Regions from separate parts of the Mus musculus genome. Here region 2 is linked to region 1. The links are chromatin contacts, called in public capture Hi-C maps. All regions are on one chromosome and are shown on one strand. The core of a region is the stretch at or near the end of the contact, and the rest is flanking DNA. Distances in the headings are between cores, read along the strand shown. Region 1 has its middle 39 kb from the start of Gm39842. Region 2 overlaps Mettl8 (methyltransferase like 8).

What was found. Capture Hi-C pulls out chosen DNA fragments and counts their contacts.
Region 2: a contact with region 1 is called in a capture Hi-C map of bone marrow-derived macrophages, with 2.8 times the contacts expected there. The contact joins two enhancer-like sites. A contact is called at or near these places in 1 of 484 Hi-C or Micro-C datasets (bone marrow-derived macrophages), 3 of 115 datasets of contacts at active chromatin or transcription factors (CD8 T cells, bone marrow-derived macrophages and embryonic stem cells) and 5 of 9 other capture datasets (adipose tissue, bone marrow-derived macrophages, embryonic stem cells and 2 more).

The regions. Positions count from the first base shown.
Region 1 is chr2:70,876,216-70,879,429 of GRCm38.p6, reverse strand. No RefSeq gene overlaps it. Among named protein-coding and RNA genes, the nearest start is that of Gm39842, 39 kb to the right of the region's middle. Within about 2 kb of position 1,534, at least 26 of the 459 cell types and tissues checked have an H3K27ac peak or open chromatin away from gene starts, as enhancers often do. A contact at or near this core is called in bone marrow-derived macrophages, where this site is marked.
Region 2 is chr2:70,988,549-70,991,762 of GRCm38.p6, reverse strand. All of the region lies in intron 3 of Mettl8 (methyltransferase like 8), which reads left to right. Among named protein-coding and RNA genes, the nearest start is that of Mettl8, 65 kb to the left of the region's middle. Within about 2 kb of position 1,707, at least 59 of the 459 cell types and tissues checked have an H3K27ac peak or open chromatin away from gene starts, as enhancers often do. A contact at or near this core is called in bone marrow-derived macrophages, where this site is marked.

The DNA of each region.
Region 1 (3,214 bases), core at 285-2,784:
CTGCGTATATGTCTGTGTGAGGGTCTCAGATTCTCCTGAAACTTAAGTTACAGACAGGTGTGAGCTGCCATGTGGATGCTGGGAGTTGATCCTGGGTCCTCTGGAAGTTCAAACAGCATTCTTAACCACTGAGCCAGGGTGGTTTTTGACAGGGTCTTGTTATATAGCTCAGGCCGGCGTTAAGGCATGTACTTTCCATATGAAAAGTACTGGTATTCTTTGAAACACAATTTAATTTACTGATGCCTAGTTTATTTTTCTTTTGTGGCTTATCCTCTCATGGATTGCACCTAGAACTTACATTTGGGACTTTGATTCTTTTAGAGTAAGTTGTCTGTCTGTCTGTCTGTTGAGGCAGAGTCTCACTCTGTAACTTGGGCTGGCTTCAAATTCACAGTGATCTTCTTGCCTCAATATTCCAAGCAGTAGAATTAGAGGGATGAGTCACTTTGTCAGGCTCATTTCGAGTTAATTTAAAACATTGTTTGTTTATTTGTTTAGTGCTGTGAGGTACAAAGTGAAGGTTCTTTCTTTGTTATGTGGCTCTCCAACTGTTCTAGAATCACTTACTAAACAGGCTCTTTTTCTCTGTTGAATTTTCTAGAACCCTTGTTGATCATCAATTGACTGTATATAGGAAGATTCATTTTTGAATTTTCAATTCTACTCCATTAACAGAAATGTCTACTGTTGAGTCAAGTACCACACTCTTTTGATTACTGTAGCTTTGTGGTATAATTTGAAATTGAGAGATGGGAATCTTGCCACTTTGTTTGCTCAGGGTCACTTTAGTTCTTCTGTGTCCCTTGGATTTCCACATACATTTTACGATTAGTTTGTCAAATTCTGAAAGAAAAAAGAAAGCTGAAATTTTAATAAGAATCTTATTGTAACTACATATCAATGTGGGAAAATATTGCCACATTAACAATGTTAGAACAGAGCCAAGAATGTGACATTGCTTTTTGCTTACTTGGTAGTTCGCTAGTCTCAAAGGATGGGTTTAATGATTACTGAGAAAATAGCAGAGGAGCTGGCGAGATGCTCAGTGGTTAAGTGCACTTCTTATTTTTGCAGAGACCTGGGTTCAAATCCCAGCACCCACATGATAACTCACAACCATCCATAACTCCAGTTGCTGGGGGTCAGTGACCTCTTCTGACCTCCAGGCATCAGGGACACATGTACATCCATGCATCATGTACATCCTGGCCAAACAATTATACACATAGAAAAATGAATTAAATAAATTGCGTTTTTTTGGTTGTTGTTTTGTTTGTTTGTTTGTTTTTAAGGAAGAAAATGGTAGGTTGCGATTAATTACAAATTTACCCTGAAATCTCAAAGGTATGTTTGTGGCGTGTATTCAGTGTAAGTAAACTGGGGTTGTGTTCCAACATATCCATTCTCTGACTCAGGCTAATAGAAGGCTATACTCTCTTCCAGCTGAATCTGCATAGCTTCCAGGTCATGAAGAGAACAGAAAATAGAACTGAAGTGTCATGCACCAGCTCTCACAGATTTTATTCAAAAGAGGAACAGCTAACAGCCAAGTGGTTCGAGATATTCAGAGATGTTCCTTAGTGCCCATAACCCCGATGGGCTCTAAGGAGCCTGGAAAGTATTGCATCGAGTACATGGATATTTGGCAAGAAGTAAATGTAGTGACTGAACTGTTTCCATTCAAAACCATATACTGAATTCCTCCCCGAGCTGTAAAATTAAGGCCTTTCAAGAAGTAACTAGAGGTAAATGGTCTGGTAAGCACGGAGCCCTAGTCTGGCAGGATTAATGTCGTTGGAAGAAGAAAAAGGGCAGAGGTCAATCAACCTCAGTCTCTGTCCATGCGCACGGGTCATGTGAGGACATATGAGAAGGCAGATATCTGAAAATCACAGGGCTCCGTGTTGATGTTGCAATGCCAGCCTCTGCAGCTGGGAGACCACAAATGTCTCCTAGCAGCAGCCCAGCCTCCTAGCATCCTGCATCGTAGCTGGAGTTGAGTGATATAATGTCTCAGCCACAAAAAGGGGTTGGAGGGTCAAGGACACTCGAGAGTTTAGATTGGATTGGATTGTGTAAGTGCGCTGAATTGAGGTTTGGTTGCTAGACAATGGATCACTGGATGTTTTTAAACAGTCTGCAGCATTCGAGGATGAACCAAGGTCTGAAGCATGCCACACAAGCACTCGACCCCTGAGGTCCAAGTAGTTAAAGAGAACCTATCCATCGATACTCGATCCGAAGTTCAGGTGAGGAGCCAGGTGGCATCACTGAGAGGCTTTGGTCATGTGCATTAGTGAAGCAGTGGATCTGGATTACTAAGTAGTGGACCCAGGGGCTGCACAATTATGCTTCCCTAGTTCTTGTCCTGTTATTAGTTGGATATGAGGTAATCCCTACCCCCACAAGACTCATTTATTGAAGGCTTGGTCCCCAGATGGCAGATGTAGCCATTGAGATCTGATTGGATCATGAGGGCTCTGATCTGCTCAGTGGGTTAACCCACTGATGACTTCATAATTCGGTGGCCACCGTGAAATGAGCAACTTCACTCTGCTATAGATGTACACTGTGGTGTGCTATCTCACCACAGCTCATGAACAACAAAGCCAGCTACCCATGGGCTAAATTCTATGAAACCATGAGCCAAAATAAATCCTTTCTGTTAAAAAAAAAAAAGTTTCTTCCAAGTAACAAAATTCCAAGTCACAGCCATAAATCACCCTCCCAACTTAAGGACTTCAAACCCCAGTAACGGCACACTTCATTGTTTGTAGGTGAGGAAGCTTGCCTAGCTTGTTGATCAGTTCTTTGTCTATGGTCATAGATCCTGAATGTCCCACCTCCAAAATGCCATGCTGACATGATGGACAAGCTGGTGCCTCGTGGGGCTGCTAGAGTAGCTCCACACCACAGCTGATCTCCCTCAAAGGACGATTAATCCAGAAAATGCCCCCCTCTGCCACTCAGGGGAGCTCACACACCTGTGTCGGGTGGGTCTACAAAAGGGAAGAATGCCTGTGATGGTTAGCTTCTGACGTCGAGTTAACTAGATTAGGATCATCTAAAGACCTGAATACAGAACCAGGAAGTCTGTAAGAGTGGTTTTTTTTTTGGGGGGGGGTCATGTGTGTCTGAGTGGGCTACATAGGGATGACTGTCCCTCAGAGTGGGTAGGTGCCATTCCATAGGCTGCCCAAAGGGAAAGAGA
Region 2 (3,214 bases), core at 458-2,957, 110 kb before region 1:
CACAGAAAAAGAAAATGTTTAGAAGTGGTCAGTGTCCTTCACAGTGAGTGACTCCTAGTCACTTTGCCTAACAGCTGTCCTCACTGTATACCATTTTCTACCTTATTTTCCTTAAAATGACCTTTTACTTTAGGACATCTGTGCTCTCTCCTTTTGGTGTGTGTGTGTGTGTAGGTATGTTCATGTGTACACGAGTGCACATGTGTGCATATGCATGTGGAGAGCAGGGGTCAACCTGGAGTGCTATTCCTTAGTTACTAGTCACCTTTTGTGGGGAGGGGGTCAGGCAGGGTTTTTCACTGGCCTAGGCCCCATCAAGGAGGCTGGGCTGGCTGCCAGGGAGTCTCAGGACCCACCTACCCTGCCTCCTCACCGCTGGGATTATTATGACTAGTCCAGCTAGCAAGTTTGCCGCTGGGCTCTCCATTCTCTGCCTCTCTGGTGCTGGGATGACATCCAGCTGTCATACCTCTTCTGTGAGTTCAGAGGAGTTGAATTCTTGCACAGCCAGCACCTTGTCCACTGAGCCATTTCCCTAGCCTGCACCATGTTTTATAAAGTTTTATTAGGACACGGATTTGTTCACTTGTTGACATATTCTCTGTGGTTGCTTTTGAGCTATTTGGTCCAAAGGAGACTGTAAATGTCACATAAATATCTGGGCAGTGGTGGCACAATCCTTTAATCCCAGCACTCGGGAGGCAGAGGCAGGTGGATCTCTGAGTTCGAGGCCAGCCTGGTCTACAGAATGAGTTCCAGGACAGCCAGAGTTGCACAGAGAAATCATGTCTTGAAAAACAAAAACAAATAAAAATAAAACAAACAAATCAAAAGACTAAATACCTATCAGGCAGTATATTGGAAGATTCTTCCAAAGCTAGAATTCTAGTGCTAGATTGACCAGATATGCAGAAACTCCCCAGGGAAAAATGCTCGTACTCCTCCCTGTAAGGCGCAGAGTGAACATCAGGAGAAGCACAGTTGAAATGATGTTAGCTTGCAGCTGCTGAAATCTGAAGCAAAGGTATCTGGGAAGGCTAAGAGAATGGGACAGCCCTCAGCCTTTAGCTGGCAAAGGAGCCAGTGCAACCAATCCTGCTCTCTGGAGTCATTGGTGGCCTATCGATTCCTCTGGCCTTGCTTGTTATTCCTTAGTGGTAGTTCTTCACCATCAGCATCAGTGTATCCTTGGGTGGACAGGAAAGACGAGCCCCTGACCCCAGTGGAATGACTCTATTTCTATGGGCTCTAGCCAGACAGACCTGGGGTGGAATACAGCCAGGGAGTGTTGAGGCTGGACTTGAGGACTCATCCCATGGCCAGTGCTGCCTTCCATCGGCCAGCACCACATTCCCTCACAGGAACTCTGTCACTGCTTCTGAGGAAGTATAACTTCACTTCTTTGCCAGCAGCTGCGTGGACATATTTTCCACATTACTCAAGCTTCTGCTAGTGGCCTCCTGAATACAGCAGAGCTTCCAGCCTGAACGATGTTCCACATTGTCAGTTGTTTTAATTTACTTCCAGGAAATGAAAACTCATTCATGCTATTATCTGCACATTATCCTAATAATATGAAAAGGCAGGGATTTTTAAAACTCCCTTTTGAATGTTTGTGTTCCGAACTTAAATAGAGCAGGGCTGATCATGTTAAAGTTCTCTGTGCATGGCCGCCCACTTTGTCCTATTTGAGCTAACAATGAACTTGAGCGCAGCTAATGAGGAGGTTATTTTAGAGCCTCAGAAACCGCAGTAAAGGAAAAGGACGGTTCCCACAGAACCACAGTGGGACCAAAATAGAAAGGTGGTGACGGGCCACTCCATAGAAGAGGAAAGACAGGAGCAAGGAGGTGCTGGCACCACTCTGAGGTGCCTGCTTTGCCATTGCTATGACAGCCCTTTCTAAGTGTTTCTTCTGGCTACTGTGAAGATAAAGAACTAAAGATTCCATTTCAGAATGACTCAAAGAAATAGAGATTTGTTCTGGGTCACCTCTGCATCCCGCCACTCAGTGCACCGGGCGCCACGGTGTCAGGGGACCACTGCAGGAAAAGACTTGAGTTATACGGAGGATATCTTGTATTTAAAGCAAGGTGGTGAGTGCAGAGAGGGCTAAGCTCCCAGTGGGTAACAAGGAAGGAAACTGTGGTCTGAGGAACATCAGTGAATGGCAGCATGTCTCAGGGACAGCCACACAGCAGTCTCTGCTAGGATCGCAGACCCCACTCAAGTCTTGGGTGAGGCTTCTCATTCGCTGCGTTATCCCTCTGATGAGTCAGTATGGGTCAAGGTAAATAGATCGTTCTGCTCTGCTTCCAGACTTAGTGAGAACCCGACAGAAGCTTTGACCTCTACACCAGCTTTCCTTATCTAAGAGAGTCCCTGAGTGTTTGAAAGAGCCAGCGCTCTGGCATCACAAAGTCTGCAGAGCAGGCACACTGCTATTGATCCTATCTCCTTTATTAAGCCCCTGGGAGGAACACTGCTTATTCTTCCAGCTAGCCAACCCTGTCACATTTCTTCTGCTCCCTGTATGTCACTCTTCCTTCTCCCACTTTTCACCTATTGTCAGAGCTGTTGGTGAGAACAGAAGTTAGAAAAACACACTCACAATCTGAAAATAAGATCGCCTACATGACAGATAATCACTTTTTGCTGTTGAATGACCCAGCCTCGTTTGCATAATGAGAATGTATAGCACCCAGGCTCCAGTTAGCAATATTTCCTTCAATTAGATTGCCCAGACTAATGACTTTTAATTCCATGTTTTCTTTTCCTAATTACTTTTCAATTTTATTATAGCTCATATTTCTTTTAAAACCAGGTTAACCCAGAGAAATAAAAAAGATATAATCAGTGTTTCTTGAGTAAACATGATTATATTTTATAATCTCCTTAAAAAGATCTCCAGTGTGCTATATGTCAGCTGGTCGTACAGCAAATGTAAAGGTTTTTTAAAACTTACAACAGCAGCTGCTGTATGCACTTTAAAATATCTTTGTAAATGAAGTCCTACCTAGGGTAGGTTAGCTACATTAGGCAGATGATGAAAGAATGTATCCTTGTGTTGTGAATACCTTACCACTGAAGAGAATGTTCTATATGAAGGGAAAGAAAAACAGAATAGTTAAACACCCTGTGCTGATAAATATAGCTGCCTCTAAGATGACTCTGGCTGCTAAAAGTTTCATGCAGTGCTCTTAGAATTACACTT